2 separate regions of the Mus musculus genome follow, and region 1 is linked to region 2. A link is a contact called in public promoter capture Hi-C data. All regions are on one chromosome and are shown on one strand. Each heading gives the region's core, a stretch centred on a gene start, on an enhancer-like site or on the middle of the called end of the contact. The rest is flanking DNA. Distances are from core to core; before and after follow the strand shown. Region 1 overlaps Crebrf (CREB3 regulatory factor). Region 2 overlaps Neurl1b (neuralized E3 ubiquitin protein ligase 1B).

The links. Capture Hi-C pulls out chosen DNA fragments and counts their contacts.
Region 1: a promoter capture Hi-C map of adipose tissue shows a contact between it and region 2. The contact joins two enhancer-like sites. A contact is called at or near these places in 1 of 484 Hi-C or Micro-C datasets (olfactory sensory neurons) and 2 of 9 other capture datasets (adipose tissue and embryonic stem cells).

The regions. Positions count from the first base shown.
Region 1 is chr17:26,751,092-26,756,004 of GRCm38.p6, forward strand. All of the region lies in intron 4 of Crebrf (CREB3 regulatory factor), which reads left to right. Among named protein-coding and RNA genes, the nearest start is that of Bnip1, 28 kb to the right of the region's middle. Within about 2 kb of position 2,565, at least 69 of the 459 cell types and tissues checked have an H3K27ac peak or open chromatin away from gene starts, as enhancers often do. A contact at or near this core is called in adipose tissue, where this site is marked.
Region 2 is chr17:26,434,614-26,439,471 of GRCm38.p6, forward strand. Neurl1b (neuralized E3 ubiquitin protein ligase 1B) reads left to right here. Exons shown (of 5, transcript NM_001081656.3): 3 at 4,054-4,746. Among named protein-coding and RNA genes, the nearest start is that of Neurl1b, 22 kb to the left of the region's middle. Within about 2 kb of position 2,693, at least 48 of the 459 cell types and tissues checked have an H3K27ac peak or open chromatin away from gene starts, as enhancers often do. A contact at or near this core is called in adipose tissue, where this site is marked.

The DNA of each region.
Region 1 (4,913 bases), core at 1,315-3,814, 320 kb after region 2:
GACTAAGGTGTCAGTTCCTGTCAGATGAGTAGAAATGGGAAAAAAAGAATTTGTGGTTAGTATCGGGAAAAAGAGAGGAAGAAAAAATAGAGGAAGAAAAAAATAAAGAGAGAAGGCGAAATAGGGACACAGTGAGGCAGTCTGCCTAATGGAGAATGAAAAAACAAAAGGATGGAAAGAAGTGCAACAGAATACTCTAAAAGATTCCCAGGACCCGGCAGGATGAGATAAGTAAACCGTACAAATCAGGCTAGCCTGTAATTTTTGGGAAAACCTATCAAATGAAATGTGAGAAGGCAAAGAGTATAAGCTTAGGAGAAAAGAAAATTGAAAGGGGACCAGAGGAGTAAGGGTAAAGGGAGAAGAGGATAGACTGATGTGGTTAATTGGTACTGGGTATTAAATATAAAGGGAAGAGCTTGATGGGGTATAGTGTCTGAATGCAGTCTCCCCTGATTGCTGCTCGCAACCTCAATTCTCAATGGTCCTTCCTGCTTGTCCAGATGTCTGTTAAACTCTTTTTTTTTTTTTTTTTTTTTTGATTCTTTTTTTTTTTTTTTTCCCATTTTTTATTAGGTATTTAGCTCATTTACATTTCCAATGCTATACCAAAAGTCCCCCTTACCCACCCACCCCCACTCCCCTACCCACCCACTCCCCCCCTTTGGCCCTGGCGTTCCCCTGTACCGGGGCACACAAAGTCTGCGTGTCCAATGGTCCTCTCTTTCCAGTGATGGCCGACTAGGCCATCTTTTGATACATATGCAGCTAGAGTCAAGAGCTCAGGGGTACTGGTTAGTTCATAATGTTGTTCCACCTATAGGGTTGAAGATCCCTTTAGCTCCTTGGGTACTTTCTCTAGCTCCTCCATTGGGAGCCCTGTGATCCATCCATTAGCTGACTGTGAGCATCCACTTCTGTGTTTGCTAGGCCCCGGCATAGTCTCACAAGAGACAGCTACATCTGGGTCCTTTCGATAAAATCTTGCTAGTATATGCAATGGTGTCAGCGTTTGGATGCTGATTATGGGGTGGATCCCTGGATATGGCAGTCTCTACATGGTCCATCCTTTCATCTCAGCTCCAAACTTTGTTTCTGTAACTCCTTCCATGGGTGTTTTGTTCCCATGTTAAACTCTTAAGTTGTTCTTCACAGTTAAGGTCACAGTTCTTCCAGTGTTCAAGGCTGCTTGGAACTTACATCTTTATGTTTCTTTGCCAACTCTGTCTCTAGCCATGTTGTTGAATACTTCATGGTTCTGATGCAGACTTTGTTAGTCAGTTTTAGTCTGCTTGCCAGATTTCAGCACACAGCCTAGTAATGCTTTTCCTGTGTTTTACAAGAGTATGGGTTGGCAAGTTTTTGTTGTTACTGTTTTTGTCTTGTGTGGTTTTTTTCTTTTCATTTCAGTAGAGTCAACTTATCCTTTTTAGTAGTGTGTGGCTTCCTCTTCCCTTTAGCACCACCACAAGTCTCAACAAAAGGTGAAGCTGGACTCCTTTGAACGTTGTGTCAGACAAAGCACATCACTCTTGTAGTTGCTTACCAGCAAAGATCAAACTTGCTGGTCAGGAAAAATTCTTCCTTATCTTGGATTGTGGCCTTTCTGGGATTCATAGTATCTGAGGGATCAGCAGGTGTGTGCCCTGCCCCATAAGGGTCTTTATGGAAGACTGTGTCTAGACACCACTTCCATTGTAAGGGGCAGATCAGAAAGGTCCTCCTTTGCTTTATACATTTCTGTTTTCCTTACTATTAGACTCTGGATGTGTAGCTCCCATCCACATCTTCAAACAGCTGGCATCTAGCTTTTCCCAGTTTATTACCCAGAGATTCTTCTAACAGATTATGCTGGGATGCCCACCATATTTGATTTACATTTTTAGTTTTTTGAGATCACATAGGTGAATTCAAGAAAACTCAGTCTCCATGACACCATTTCCATCTTCTCAGAATTTTGATTTATACAGCGACTACACGTTTTTAAGTCTGTCTAGCCATATCCTCTTTCCTTTTCTTCCATAGCGTTTTCTCCTTGAGCAGCTAGGCAGTGGCTTTATGTATTAGAAGGTATTTAGTGTAATCTGGTGCTCTTCCTGGATCTAAGTGATAATGCTGCTTAATGTCTTAATGAATGAATATGCCATCTAAATTCATTCACTTTCACTTGACTTGAAGTGAAGCTTTGGGTTAGGATTACTTGTGCAGTATTCTAAATGTTAGTGAATGACATACTTGCACCATAAATTAACACAATTTTGTAGAACTTATTTGGGCTTTAAATTTTTTGGGGGGATACAAATTATTTCTTTTCTTGAAAGAAAGATTTAAACCAACTTGAGGGGTGCAAAAGGAAATTGTGGCTGAGAAATAGGAAGACATTTTTTGAATCAATAAAATAAGGCTAGTTATACTCCTGTCAGAGCAGTAGTCTGGGGTTGAGTGAGTGGTTTACAAAGATCCTTTTGTGATGACCAGCTCCTGAAATTCTGTTTCTTGGCAAATGGCTATGCAGTTGATGATCTTGCAAAGTTCCAGGAGAGGTGCAAAAATCAAGTTTCAGTTTCTCTTCTGAACCAACTGCCGAGTGCTAATAGAGCCTATTCTGTAGACTGGCTACAACTGGTTCGGGTTGTTAGATTGCATGGTTCAAGAACAAGAACTCACTTCCTTAAAAATGAGAGGTTATTTTTTAATTCTCATGAATGTTTTTCACAGTTGACTTTGCTTGTAGTCTGTTCAGACCATAGCTGTGTGGCTGGATGTTTTGTAAATATGGCATTCTTACTTTCTTTTTGTTGTCATTGTTTGGTTTTTTTGAGGCACGAGATCTACTGTAGTTCAGGCTGGCCTAGATTTGATATATACCTTCAGTTGACTTTGAACTCCTGATCCTCTCACCTCTACTTCCCAAGTGCCAGGATATATAGTGAACTACACTATATATCCTATCCTATCCTAATTTAATCATGTCAACAAGAAATGAGTTAGATAATTATGGCAGTATATCAACAAAAGAGAAGCAGGGTCAAGAAGAGAATCAAGAAATCATTTATCAAAACATGTTTTAGTATCTTTTATGTTAGGCATTGCATATATTAGGTATTAATTATATGTAAATTAATGGAATCCTTGCCTTAACAGAATTTAGAGTTGAACAGATGTATTTGCTCTTGGGATTTTTCAGTCATTCTTCCCTCCCATTGTAGTGGTGGGGATTGAGCCTTCAGCCTTCCACGTGGTGTGCCATAGCTACTCCACCATGAAGCAGCCTCCCCAGATCCTCTGAAAGTCATGCTTTTATTTTTATTTTTTGAGACAGGGTCTCTCTGTAGCCCTGGGTCCTGGAACTCACTATGTAGACCAGGCTAGCCCTGAACTAATAAATCTGCCTGTTCTTGCCTCCTGAATACTGGGATTAACTGCGTGTACCACTCTAGCAGGCTCTTTCAGAGTGTGTTAATATGTTTCTGTGCTCTGTGGCTTGGCCAGCCAGGGATGGAGGAGCATGGTTTTGTAAAACTTAACTTGGCCACAGATTCATTTTGAGTGGTGGTGGTTAGACTTCTGTTATAGACAAGAGTTCCTCTGGGCAAATTTTGTGAGAAGAATGAGTGGCTGTGGATGTTAGATCAGTGAGTAAGCATGTCAGTTTTCATTTTACTTGGTTCCATGGCCTTTATATTGAACAGTGTGTGGCTGGACACACTCTGTGAGTTGGGAGCGGAAAGGTAATAAATTTATAGGACATGCTAGTAGAAAAGATTGGGTCAGAAAGCTGCCAGCTCCTAAATGCTCCTTGGGAGCATTGAACACAGAAGTAAATCTAGTACCTGTTTTGGGTGGGATGAAGAAATAAACATTGCTGTGACTATGAATTTGGCATACAGTGAGCAAGACTTTTAGACCACTCAACCAGTTAGGTAGAATAGTGCAATGTGGACCCAAAGCTGGGCTCCCTGAATCCTAAGAGCTGACCCAGCTCAGTTTTGCTATTCGTGCCAGGCTCCTCTCATCATGTCATTCTGTGCAGCTGAGGCAGTCAATTCTTAGAAACATCAAATGAGTTCCATGAGCATTGAGTGAATAAACGAGTCTTGCCACCTGCAGACTAGCAAAGGTAGATGCTAAGGGAACATACTGAAATATGGTGGGAAAGGGGCTTGCTTAAGAAAGTGGAATGAAGTCTGTCCCTATGCTTTGGACTGGGTAGAACAAGATGTGTAAAACACTGGTTATGGGTGCTGGTAGGGAGACAAGATTTTTTTGGTTGCATCTTTCTGTTTGGGGTTGTGTAATCTCTGTAAGCAGTAATGTTTTGCTTAGTTTACTGTGGAGCAAGCACCAACTAAAAATGCCTCAGCTGGTGGCATGTGACCCTTTACTCTGTTCTAAAGATAGGTTAGTAACAAGAACAAGGTGAAATCCTTTACAATAAAATATATACTCTACACCATTTTTAAAAGATATTATTTCGTTTATCTATCTCTCTTTGTATATTGTGTGTGTGTAGGTGCCATAGTGCATGTATGGAGGTCAGAGAATAACTTGTAGGAGTCAGTTCTCTGTCCACCGTCTGGGTCCTGGGCATCAAACTCAGGTTGTTGAATCTGGCAGCAAGTATCTTCACCTGCAGAACCATTGCACTTGTCCCCCCTCCCCCTTTTTTTTAAAAGAAAACCTAGGGTTCGTTGTCACACTGCATTTCTACATTGTTTTTGGTGAAGGGTAGTCTACAATGATTGTGACATAGTTTGGTCAGGGGTGAAGTGAAACACATTCAACATATACAACAGCATGTACCTCATTATCTCTCTGTGTACACTCTTTGAAGGCCAGAAATTTCACATTTCTCTACATTGTTGTGCCACACAGAGTGTACTGTGAATGTTAGGAATGAAGCACAAAGTTTG
Region 2 (4,858 bases), core at 1,443-3,942:
CCACCCTAGAAAATCTTGGTTCACAGACTGCCCAGGTAATGCCCCAGAGTGGCCAGGGGTTAGTAACAATCTGTGTAATGTTTTCTTTCTTTTCTCTTCCAAAGTTAATTAGGTTTGCGGGGGGAGGGGGATAGTAAAAATAAGAAGACCCTGGTGTGTCACTATATGCCTTTAGCCCCAGCATCCAGGAGGCAGAGGCAGGTGCATGTCTGTGAGTTCAAGGCCAGCCTGATTCACATAGAAAAGTCCCAGGCCTGCCAGGGCCACATAGTGAGACTCTGTCTCAATTGTGGCTGTTACTCCATGACAGAGCACTAACCAGTCCTCAAGGCTCCAGTTTTGATCCCCAACCCTGAATAAAACTTTTTTAAAATACCAGTAAATAAATGGATAGTGAGCTACCATGACTTAATGTTTAAAACAGGCAACAGGTGTGGGATAGTGTAACGTACAACCCCGAGAGACCCCTGGGAAAACTTGGCTTGGGGAGAGAGGTACCCCAGGTCCCACCAGTAAGTAGCTCAGTGTATGGCTTGCTCTGTGTACTCTAGACTCCTGGGGAGGTAATTTATTGCTTTAAGATTCTCAGCCATGAAATTCTTCCCCCCAAAACATCACCCAGTACCCCCTTATCACCCCCCTCTTTTCTCATACCTGAGTCAAGCCTGAGAAGCAAGACCCAAGGATGATGTCGGGGTAGGGCTGTCAAATGGAGCAATAAAAATCCAGGCCACCTACTTAGATTTGAACGTAAGAGAAACGAAACAGAAAACGTAGCACCAGCACATTCGGCGGCAGTATCTGGGACATGCTCATTCCCACCGATTTGTTTATCTAAAATTCCAGTGTGTGCAGGCTTTATTTCATCTAGCACCACAGGCCTGGGACTGTCTCCACTGCTCCAGAACTCAAGTCAAAGGGGCCTACAGGATGCGCACAGCTTTTGGCCTGGTGGAAATGTATGCCCTGCATCTTCTGCAATGGGTCCAGCTACTACACTGGACGAGCTAGGTCCAGGGTGCAGTTCCCCACTGAGTGGAGAAGCCAGGTTCTAAGAAGGAAAGTGACCAGTCCTGAAGCTCCTGGTCTGCAAGACCGGATTGGTCTGTATTTGGCTCCACAGCTCTCAGCCCTGGCTGTACACGGAGTCCCCTAGGAGATATGGGAAGTCTCTGTTTAGGCTTCACCTAAGCCAATGACAGCAGAGCTGGCTTCCAGCACCCAGCGTACCCAAGGCTCTCAGGTGGCACAGCCTGCAGCTTGGCCCTGCTGTCATTCTGAGGAAGCCCTTTGCATTGGGTGCCCGCCCCTCCCCGCTAGTCACTTTGATTCCTTTAGCGCTCATTATATTTATATTTGTGATCATTGGCTTATGCCACATACATCAGGACTAACACAGAGGGGCCCAGGGATGCTGGCTGGAGGAGAACCATCCCTCTTCCTGGCACAAAGGTGTGAGTCTGAGTGGCTCCCATCCTTCCTCTGCATGTACTCCAATGTCTGGGTCAGATTAAACAAATATCACACCAAAGCCACGTCATCGCAGGCTAGACAGTCTGAAATACTCAGTTGCTTCAATATTATTTAAGGAAGAAAGGGTCACAGCGGTGAGTGGCGAGCGGCAAAGGGTGGAGCCTGGGGAGGCATCTTCCCTTCTCCCTCCTGCTTCCTCCTCAGCTTAGCCATCCTGTGGGCCAAAGGGTCACCTGCTGTAGCAGTCCTCTGGCCTACCAGCTGCTTTTCTGGGTCTCAAGACTTACTGGCCTCATCCCATGCATTATGGTTCACATCCCTATCTCTCGACTTGTGGCTATAGGCAGGGGTTTGGGTAGTAGTGACTGACCAGGTAGAGAGACCCCAACTCCTCAGGTGATAACAGTGAGGATGGGCTATTCTCACCAAGGAAATTTGGGTGTGGGTACAGAAACCAGAGTAGCAGTCCTCCATAGGCCTTGCAAGTCATCATGTACCTGACTGTAAAGACCACAGGCCCTCTACTGCTGAGATAGAAGGCCCTGGATTTTGTGCTGGGTGCACTCATTCTCTTGAATTGTGTACGACAGCACACATAAAACACATGTAAAAGACAGTGCACATGGGGCTGAAGAAATTGCTCAAGCAGTTAAGAGCACTTGCGGCTCTTCCAGAGAACCCAGGTTCTATTCCTGGCACCCACAAGGTGGCTCACAAATATCTGTAATTCCAATCTTAGGGTATCCAACACCCTCTTCTGGCTTCTGTGGGTACCAGGTATATAGTACACACGCGCACACACACACACACACACAAACCACACATGAACATAAAAACAACAAAAATGTTTTAAAAGTACATATAAACACATTTTAAATATATATTCAGCTCTTAGAGCCACACAGGGTGTGGTTGGATGTATGTGTGTGTATGTGTAACATAATCTGAAGATAGTTATGTGTGCATATGTATAAACAGCTGTAGACTTGAACAAGCTGTCATAAAGCAAGACAATGTCCCCTGATCTGAGGACATGAGCAGGACATGGATGCCATCTCTGAACTTCCATGTTAGCCTCGCTTCTGTCTACTGCAACCAAATACCCGAGGCTTCATCAGAAAAGCATGATGCGCCGGCTGCAGGGCCTCTGGGAGCTGCTATTGGGGCGACAGGAGGAACAAGCAGGAGACATAGCATAGTGAAACTAGAAGCCGGAGAGTCGGTGGTCAGGCCTGCTCTCTTCCTAAAAACCTATTCTCACAGGACTGAGTAACTCTTCAGGCCAGCATTTACCCTTGGGGACCAGCACTGCCAATGGGCACCCAGATCCCTGCCCCTCAGAACCTGCAGTACCTCTCAATCTAGCCCCCAACACAGGAACCCCAGAGGACTTTGCAAAGTCTAGAATTCCCAAATGCACACTCCACCCTCCTGCTGCTTACCTGCCTCTCTCTGATACCCCAGCCTTGTACTGAGCCTGCTAGATGGAACTCTTGACTCTCCCCGACTCCTGCTCTCCCAGCAAATAGCACCTCCCACTCAATACACTGGCATCCTCGCTTCCTCTTTTCTCTACTGTCTCCATTCTGTCATGTGCCCTGTCCTTTCTGTTCCTGGTGGCATTGTGGTAAAGAACCCTGAATCTAGACAAGACAGCGTGGTTCTGTGCCTCCGTTCCCATGCTAAATGGCCGTAGTGATCGTTCATGCCTGTCGGTTGCTGTAGTCAATGAGATCCGAGAGCTCAGGTTAGCCTGCCACAGGCTAGGGCCCCAGTGTCAGATTTGCTCTTTAGGTTGATGTTTTGCTTTAAGTAGGGAAACAATAAAGGAACTTTCAATGCCCAGCTGTGCAAATGTATGAAAACCTCTGGAGGGAGAGAGAGAAAAGGACAAAGGAAGAAGCAAGAAGTCGGGCATGGTACATGAACTCCAGAACTTGGAACACTAAGACAGACATCACAAGTTCAAGAACGGGCCGGGCGGGGTGGGAGGAAAGAGGAAGCAGGGTGGAGATGGAAGGGAAAGAAGAACCTTCCAAAGCAGTGGGAGGTTGGGTACAGCAAGGACTGGAGGCTCAGGGAACACAAGCCAGTCCAGCCACCTGCAGCTATAAAGCCAGGGTAACCTGGATGGAAGTCTGAGGTCAGGAAGAGCGTGGGTGAGATCCAGGGGAGCTAGGGATCAGAAGTCAGGCAGATCTGGGGGCCAGGGCCTTACATTTAGGGCAATGGGGTTCTGCCTGACCCGTCTGTGATCTGAGTAGGGCCTGAAGTTTGAGATACGAGATCTAGAGGAGCCGGAGTCTAGAGTCTCATGTCTGAGGTTGCAGGGGTTGGCAATGTAAGCTCCAGGTTTTGAGGTTTGGGAGTTACGGACTGTGAAGTTAGAGGTAGAGGGAATCAGGAGTGTAGGATTTTAGACCTGAGGTTGGAGGTCGGTGGATCTGGGTAATGTGCAGGATCTGAGGTTGCAGGTCAGGGGCAACTGGAGTCCAGGGCCCTTAAGGCTTAAGGGACAAGGTCTGAGGCTTGAGGTCCTGGGTGCCAATTGCCTCTTGATACCTCTCTTCTGTCCCATAGAAAGCACCTTCGCTGACACGCTGACCCCCCTGCGCCTGGGTCAGGCTCGCCTCAGCGCCTGCCCCCCTCCTGGCAGCCACGACGCTGCCAACTTCGACAACAACGAGCTGGAGAACAACCAGGTGGTGGCCAAGCTGGGTCACCTGGCTCTCGGCCGTCCCGACGCCGCGGTCCCGTGCGTGGCCCGCGAACGCCCGAGGCCCGCCTCATCGCCCGCGCTGCTGGACGCCGAGCTGCGCTTCCACGCCACGCGCGGACCCGACGTGAGCTTGTCCGCCGACCGCAGGCTAGCCTGCGCGCCCCGCCCCGACGGCGGCCGCACGCTCGTGTTCTCCGAGCGGCCGCTGCGGCCAGGGGAGAGCCTGTGCGTGGAAGTGGGGCGCCCGGGGCTGGCGGCACCCGCGGCTGTGGCCTTCGGCATCACGTCCTGCGATCCTGGCGCGCTGCGGCCATCCGAGCTGCCCGCCGATCCCGCTGCGCTGCTGGACCGCAAGGAATACTGGGTGGTGGCTCGCGCCGGGCCCGTGCCCAGCGGAGGCGACGCGCTCAGCTTCACGCTGCGACCCGGCGGCGACGTCCTGCTGGCGGTGAACGGGCGCCCGCGGGGACGCCTGCTGTGCGTGGACACCTCACAGGCGCTCTGGGCCTTCTTCGCGGTACGCGGCGGTGTGGCGGGCCAGCTGCGTCTCCTGGGTGAGTGTGCACCGGGGTCCCCAATAAGAGCTCCCTGTAGAAGACAGCTGCTGTCAGGGCTTGGCTGGAAGATGGTTTTATTTCCTTTATTATTTATTTACTTACTTATTTT